2 separate regions of the Acanthopagrus latus genome follow, and region 2 is linked to region 1. Evidence: chromatin contacts called from public Hi-C data. All regions are on one chromosome and are shown on one strand. The core of a region is the stretch at or near the end of the contact, and the rest is flanking DNA. Distances in the headings are between cores, read along the strand shown.

Region 1 (3,894 bases), core at 852-3,351:
GAAATCAATACCAGTTTCAGAAATGCACCAAATTCTGCTTAAACCTTTTGGGTCCTGATTTGCTGCAGAGTCTGTTTTACATCTAATAGAACACTGGTCAGAAAATGTTTAATAATTAATCAATAATAATCAATTAATCAATTTTGTTTAAATATGAAGCCAAAAATTTCCACATATCTTTAAAGGGATAGTTTGTGTTTTTTGAAGTGGGGTCAGTGGGGTCAGTGGGGTCAGTGCCCAGTTGCGCTAATGCGCAGGGATACATACTATGCACATCCCTAGTACCACTGAACCTTTACTGACATGCACTTACTGTACTTTGTCACACTGGGGCAGCAATAGTGACGCCCTGTGGTAGACAGGCAACATTACAAAAGGAAACTTGCACTCAAAATGCTGGAACTAAAGTTTATTCAGTGGCAGTTCACAACACCTAACCGCTCTGTGACACTCTTCAGGTTTGCCACTCCCTTTTAATGCCAAAGTGACTACTACTGCGGGTACTTGCGATGTGCCGAGACAGTCGGGCTCTGAGACGGCTAGAGATCAGAATCAGTACACTTATTCACGTCGATGCCATGCTGCCTTGAATGTTTCTTCTGATTTGACACACTACCTGACTTGTTGCCTTTTTGCTGTACATAGTGAATCCACACTTTTGACTGTTTTCCGCAGTTCATTTTTCGCACTGTGACTGCTGTGACAGGCTAGTCATGCACTCCAGCCTGGTGTTGCATTGATGCATGATGTACAAGGACTTGACTCCTAGCAGATGAAGAAAGGAAGGTAACCAGACAAGCCACTGCCTTGCAGATATATATAGCCTTTGTTTGCACTAATTATTTTTTATGTCACGCTCAGGATGATGCAGCATCATCTCACACCATGTCCCACACACTATCTGATTGTTGACACATCAGAATTATTAGCCTGTAAACACTAATTAATCTGGATCTGCACAGTAACTAGAAACTTAATGTTACAACTAAATGTGGTGGAGAGGAAGTATAAAGTAGCAGGAAATGAAAATATTCAAGTAAAGTACCTGATAATTGTACTCAAGCACAGGACTTGAGTAAAAAACAACAGTACTCAGACCTTCTTGCATGCTTCAGAATCTCAATACATGCCACTAAAAGCTTGCCCATAGACAGAAATGTTAGAAATGCTTTTGTTCTTTTTTTTCAAAAGCAAGGGAAATTAAATGCTCCAACTAGGAATGCCAACAGGCACATGACAACAGGAACCTCAACCTGTGGTAAACAATAATAGTACACATAATAAAACTGAATGCACACACACAAATACAGTGTGTTCTCTTGATCCTGAGTACTTACCACAGCATTCTTTATGCCTGTTTTGGAAGCCCCTCCTCCTCCTGCTGTGATCACCAGCCCTGTTTTAGGGTCCACTTTAATGGAGTACAAGGGGAAGGGGGCTCTGTACAGGTCTGGCACCCTCCTCTTCCCCATTGTTGGTGCTGTATTTTCACTCACACGTCTTCTTAAAACCACTGCATCCAACCACACCTGTGGATGATAGAGAGTGTCAGTTTCTCAGTGGCATTCACTGTCCACCCCAAAAAGCATTTCTTTGGTGCAGCATAAAGTGAACCTGGGCTAACACTGTAACGTTAGGTCCAACGCTAACAGTTAGCAGCTGACAGAGTAAGCACCAACCTGTCACCACCAGCATGAGATAAAACGACTGTGACAACTGTACATCACTAAACATTTCTGCTTTGACTTAAAAGTAACTTAAAAAACACCAATGTTATATTGCGACCACAAAGTGCAGAGTCCATAGTCAACAACGATGTCAACACAGTTTAGCTGCAGCAGTCAGGACTGCTAATGTTAGCACTGCAGCCCACTAGCCTGCCAGTGAGTAAATTGGTCCCCATACCTGTCCAAATGCCCCGTTCTGTCTCCCGTTATTATTTTATCAGACAGCCAAGTTTTAATCTAAATGATTCCATTGTGGGCAATCAATGGCAGCGGTTTATGATGAAAAGCCTGAGCTAAGAGCTAGCGGCTAAAGACAGCTCGACAGCCACTTCCCTACCTACACGTCAGCAGCCTACGCTGCGTCGTGACGTCACCAAAAGAGAGCACGCTTTTGTTGTGTTTCGTTTGCCGAAGTTTCGCTGTGTGGAAGACACAGGAGACAGATTACAGTAAAAACATGATCTGAACTCCTATTTTCTAGAAGAGACCTATCATGAGCATTAGTATGCTTTAATCTATAGGCTCTTTTTCTTCGTTCTTATCTTAAGGAGGAAGGTTGTCAAGCAAGACAAAGAACAGAATTGAGAAGAGATGCCCTTTTCCACCAACCACAGACTTTGCATCCTCATTTTCATGCCATACACCTTTCAGGAGTCAGAAATAGACTCAATAAGTTGGTCCTCTCTCCCTCCATCCACTTTAAATGTCTGAATTGGACAGAACTGTCCATTAAAATGTATAAATGTATATCTTGTGTTTCAGGACATGCAATCATTGTGATATTATGACTGCTTCATAGTCTGTTAATTCAAAGGATATCATGCGGCCATCTAATGAGTTTTGGTTATAACTTCTAAACAATGATATATATTATAAGCTACAAATGAGAGAATTCTCATCTTAACGCTCCACTGGTTCTCGTGACATGTCACATATATTGATGACAGAACAAGTGAGTTTCCTTTTTGCAAGTCATATAATTGGAACATTCAATCAAAATCATATAACCTCACTTAAAGTGAGAGGTCACTTCTTTAACCACACAAAGAAATGAATAAGACATCAGTAAAAGATTTAAAAACACGCTGCTTGGACTATAAAACATATGCTGACTTGGGCTTTGCCTCTGTGTTTCTTGTTTTCTCGTCGTCGGCTCTCATCGTCATGGCTTTTGCTCATCATCAAGATTTTTGCCTGTGATGATCTTAGTTAATCATTCCCTTAATTGTCTTGTCTTTTCTTTAACTTGTTTTTGATGACGCTCATGAATTAATTCGGTCAGCAATAAATAAATGTACCATTCATCCATGCCTTATTTTTCATCCATTCTATTTGCATATCTGTATATAGGTTTAGTGGTCGTTAATCGTCATTCATGTCCCTTAGTAGTTAATGAAATATGTTCAATTGAGAGGTTTGTTCCGTGTTTTCATTTATGACAGAAATGGAAATCAATTTAATCAGAATTTGCAGCTTTCAGTTATGAGACTGATTGATTTGTTGTGATTAATTTTTCATCTTGAATAATTAGTCAATTGATGACTTAATCATGGAGGTGGTGCTACTTCTAACAAGTGCTGAATAAAATTTCACAATGTAGTGAGAATGCTATAAAACATACACATAATAGTTACTAAACCACCAGCCACACAACATCTGGCCAATGCAGGGTTACACTTACTATTGTCATGATCCCAGTTCTAGTTGTTTGTATTTTATTTTGAAACTGTACCACTGTGTCCTTCTCTAATATTTTCCCTCCTTCCTGTGTTTTTCCATTCCTTTCCCTCACCTGTCCTTTTCCCGCTTCACTCCACCTGCACCTCATTCCCTCATTAGTGTGTGTGTATAAAGTCCTTGTTTTTCACTCATGTCTTCGTTTGATTGTTCCATGATCCCCTGTGATGCCACCCTGTGTTTCCCGCCTCAATGTCTCCCTGTGGTGTTTCTGTTTTTTTGTTGCTTGTGTTTTCATTCATTTGTACTTTGATTTTGTTTGCACTTTGTTCAAGCCCTCTTGTTGCTACTTCTTCTTTTTTCTGGGTTCCTTGTTTTTTCGTATATCAAGTTTTTTGTTTGCATTTTATTCCCCAATCCTGCCTCCTGTGTGTTGTCTGCATTTACACCCTCATCTTGCTAGCCATAATTGTAACAGAACGAACTGACC
Region 2 (4,099 bases), core at 707-3,206, 170 kb before region 1:
TATTTTACTGCTATTGGTGTTGAAGTCTCTCTCCAGTCTCTGCCGATGTCTCCTCTTTGCCTCCTTGATGCCAGCTGTCAGTCTCGCTCTCACAAAATCATTTGTGTTTTTTTTTAGCATTTATTTTTATACCATAATAACAAGGCATATTTATCTTATAATGACATTAAATGATCAAGTTGCTGAGTGCTTATTTTTCTGTTCATTAAGCCCAATCATAATGATGATAAAAACCAAATGTGTCACATGAACCTTGTCTGGAGGGGAATTCTGGAACATTTTTTTCAGGCTGGGAAATGTAGCTGCAGTCCAAGTCATCTCCACCGGCTGGGATTTCCTGTTCAGACAGAGAGATGACCGTTTAGGACCTGCTTAAGTATCAACTTTAATATTTTAACTGTGCAGATCACTTCATTCTTGGTGCTACAATGTCTTTTGCTACATGAAACTAAGTAAATCATTAGGAGCATTTTTAGAATCGGTGCCTGTGGTCAATCAAAGCATTTTGACTCTTGGCCTTGTCGACAATTTTAGCAAATAACTCATCCTTCATTTCGTCAGTTTTCAGAGGATAGCCTTCCTTCCAGTCTTCATGGCTTGTGTATTAGCTCTGTCAGCAAGTGACCTCTCATTAACCTGGTTTGCTTTTCCTTGCTCATTTATCTTCTCTTATGGATTACAGATGGCTGTAGACCTGTCCCTGATGTGTGTTGCTTCACAAAAAGCTCTTGGCCGTTACATGGGCTTGGCGGAGGGAGTGAGGTCGGTAACTTCAGCAGTTTATTCTGGGAGCTGAGGGAGCATCCTCACGTCTTCACTGCAACCGGGAGCATTCTCAACATCTCATATCTGACACAAACGTACTCAAGTATGAAAAGTAATTTTCTGGTAATAGATGTACCTGAGTTTAAAAAAAAAGTACAAATAGCGCAGTGCCATATCTAAGTGTATTTGCTGACTCTGCTGACAACATAAGATGCCAGTCCTTTGTGTTCCTCCTGTCTGCAGCTCCAGCAGTTTTCCTTGTGTTGAGCAGGTGTTGGACTGGACACTGGGCCTCAAACACACACACACCTCACCCCGCCTGTCAGTGTGGGTGCTGATTTAATGACACCATCTGCTTCACAGCAGCCTCTGGATGCGGAGAGTTAGAGAACGGCTGTCGGGCCTGATGGATGGCCGGGTTCGGAGGGCCAGCACTGGGCCTTGGCAAATAATGAAACAAAGTGGAATTTTCTGAGGGGTATGAACGTAAATCAAGCTGCCACACAGCAGGCTCACAGTGTATGGGAGCGCACAAAGGGGAGCTTCAGTTCGGAGCAGCACATGGTGCAGTCGGCCTCGTCCAGTATCATCTGACACAGTCCAATCAGCTGACAGATGAATGGCTGAGACACCCTCAGCAGCACCCTCAGCCCCCACCCATCATAATCCAACCAGTGAGGTGGACTCCAGTCACTGTTCTTACAACTTGCAATTTGACTTGACTTGAGACATGATGACTTGAAAAACTCATGTGTTCATTTCATGTAAGGTTTGATTTTTGATCGAGAATCATGAAAAACGTTTTCATAAATCCATTTTCTTATTGTTTGATTACATGTATTCTACTTAACACTGTTGCTGGTTCCACCCCGTCTGTCACATTCTCATCTCCAGGAAAACGACATCTCTTGTTATAATCAGACATGGTTCTCACAGTGCCTCCCATCTTTTTCTCTACATTCCCTCAGGTGGCAGGACGCTTGAATGGGAAAGTTTACTAATTCAAGTCAAGAGTAGATAACAAAATACCAGGAAGAGTTAAACATGAACTGTTCATATGAGGAGAAGCTGAAACAGTTTCAAGTGTAGAGAGAAAAGATTTCTGCTGCCTGACTCTGACAGGCTTTAGGACCCTGCGTCACGACGCATTATGAGCCAATGGGCCATTAGCCGTTGCATCGCTGTCCCAATGGGCACAGTGAGCACTCCTATTCACAATAAATCGTCAAGTAACTTCAAATTGAAGGGGTCCCCTTCTCCGACACTGATGACCACAACCTCGGTTTGACGCGGCGGAGGGGGGAGCGCGCTGTAACTTTAGTCCCTTCTAAATCTCGCGGCCGCTGCTGTCAGCTTGGCACGCGTAAAAGACGAGCCATTCCCCCAACTAGATGGGGTGAGGGAAGACGTGTGAAAGTGACCTGCAGTCGCACCGAAGGCCAACTCCGCTCTTTATTGTCCTACCGGGCTACTTTGAAGGAAGACGTCTCATCGAGAAATCACGACTTTGGACAGATTTCTGATTTCGCTTGAAGGCGTCAGACTCAACTTCGCAAACGTATCCGCACCTTGGACGCCAGTACCGGGTTTGATTTTTGTTATTTATTTATTTTTTTTCAAATAAGTTTTTTTTTTTTTAATCTGTCTGGAGGATAAGAAAGCAATGAATATCGACGCGCTGAAGTTTGACTCCTAGAAACTTTGGGGCCGGTCTGAGGTGCGGCTGGAGAGCAGCGAGCCGAGCGCTCTGATGCGGTGGAGGTGTGCTCAGTCCCGCAGGCTACACGGCTGATCGTCCCGCTGACTGCAGCCCCTCCGCTCCTTAGAACCCTTTTTTTTTTTTTTTTTTTTTAAAAACTCAGCCATGTATTTCAGATGCGTCTGATCTCCGAAGGGCCACCTCTGGCAACACTCAGCCGCACCTTTACGCACTCTCTGTGCGCTCACTGTCAGCCGGCAGTAGATCCGCGCGATCCCTTCCCATCGAATAACGGCTCTCTTTTGTTTCACGACAGTTGAATGGATTTTCAGGAACACTTTACTGACAGCGGGGAAGTTGAACCGTACGATCTTGAAATAACTGTTCGGGGCCACCTGGCTCGTATGCGTAAATACTCTCGACTTTGATTCTTGTCCAAGAAATGCGTCTGCCTGGCGATATTTAAACCGCCTTTTTTTCCTGAATCTATATTATTATTATTATTATTATTATTATTATTATTATTATTATTATTATTATTATTATTATTTGAGATTTGTAGACGCTGGAGCAGAAGATGAACCTGTGTATCGTCAGTCTACTCCTCACGTTGGATTTAGCCACCGTGGCGCTCAGTTTGTCCACATGCAGCACGCTGGACATGGATCAGTTCATGAAGAAGCGCATAGAGGCCATCCGAGGACAGATCCTGAGTAAACTGAAGCTCACCAGCCCCCCGGAGGACTTCCCCGAGCCCGAGGACGTGTCCCGGGACATTGTTGCCATTTACAACAGCACCCGGGACCTGCTGCAGGAGAAGGCAAACGAGCGGGCGGCGACGTGCGAGCGGCAGCGGAGCGAGGAGGAGTATTACGCCAAAGAGGTGCACAAGATCGATATGCAGCCCTTCTACCCGTCAGAGAGTAAGTGTGTGTGTGTGTGTGTGTGTGTGTGTGTGTGTGTGTGTGTGTGTGTGTGCGCGCGCGCGCGCGCGCCAGTCCTATGTGCCCGCAGCAGTTGTGCTGGAGTTTGAAGTTTAAAGCCCGAGAGCCCCCAAAACGGCGTTTGTATGTGGTCACGTGTTGTTGTTGTTTTGTTTTTTTTGTGATCGTCTTGGAGAATCCGTCCCATCATGCTCTGCTGGATGAGTGCGGTGGAGAGGAGCCAGATAGAGTAGAGGAGCTGGAGCCGAGCTGCTCTCTCAAGACATCAACAAGTTGTCCTGTGAGTGCTGCAGAGCGCCGGGCCCTCCGGCAGCGCTGCGCTCCGCTCACATCACGCACCACTGTGTTCTACCGTCACGTTGAAAAAGAGGAGAGGATTTCAAAGGATCACAGTCATTTTAAACACTTCCATATGTCATGAACATGCCAGGTCAGCACTGTGAGGTCTCTGCCCTCTGGACGTGTCTGTGTGCTCACAGAGACTTTTTTTTTTTTTTTAAATGAACGCACAAAAAGAGACAAACAGGGAAAAACAGACGCAGAAGCAACAAGTCTTAAAAATAAGTGATGAATAAATTAAAATGATTAAATCAGAAAAGAAGATAAAATGTGTGGAGATAGTTCAGTTTAACTGTGTGTTTTATTAAAAGGGCAACATGTTCAAATTTTAGTTGAAATGTTCGAAGAGATG

Evidence for each region. Hi-C and Micro-C count contacts between places; a contact is called where the count stands out from the background.
Region 2: a Hi-C map of muscle shows a contact between it and region 1, with 5 times the contacts expected there. The contact joins the promoter of tgfb2 here to the promoter of preb in region 1. A contact is called at or near these places in 3 of 4 Hi-C or Micro-C datasets (all in muscle).

Annotation. Positions count from the first base shown.
Region 1 is chr17:2,293,832-2,297,725 of fAcaLat1.1, reverse strand. preb (prolactin regulatory element-binding protein) reads right to left here and starts at 2,101. Exons shown (of 10, transcript XM_037075502.1): 1 at 1,906-2,101; 2 at 1,338-1,529. The coding sequence starts at 1,472.
Region 2 is chr17:2,464,096-2,468,194 of fAcaLat1.1, reverse strand. tgfb2 (transforming growth factor beta-2 proprotein) reads left to right here and starts at 1,956. Exons shown (of 7, transcript XM_037075739.1): 1 at 1,956-3,387. The coding sequence starts at 3,042.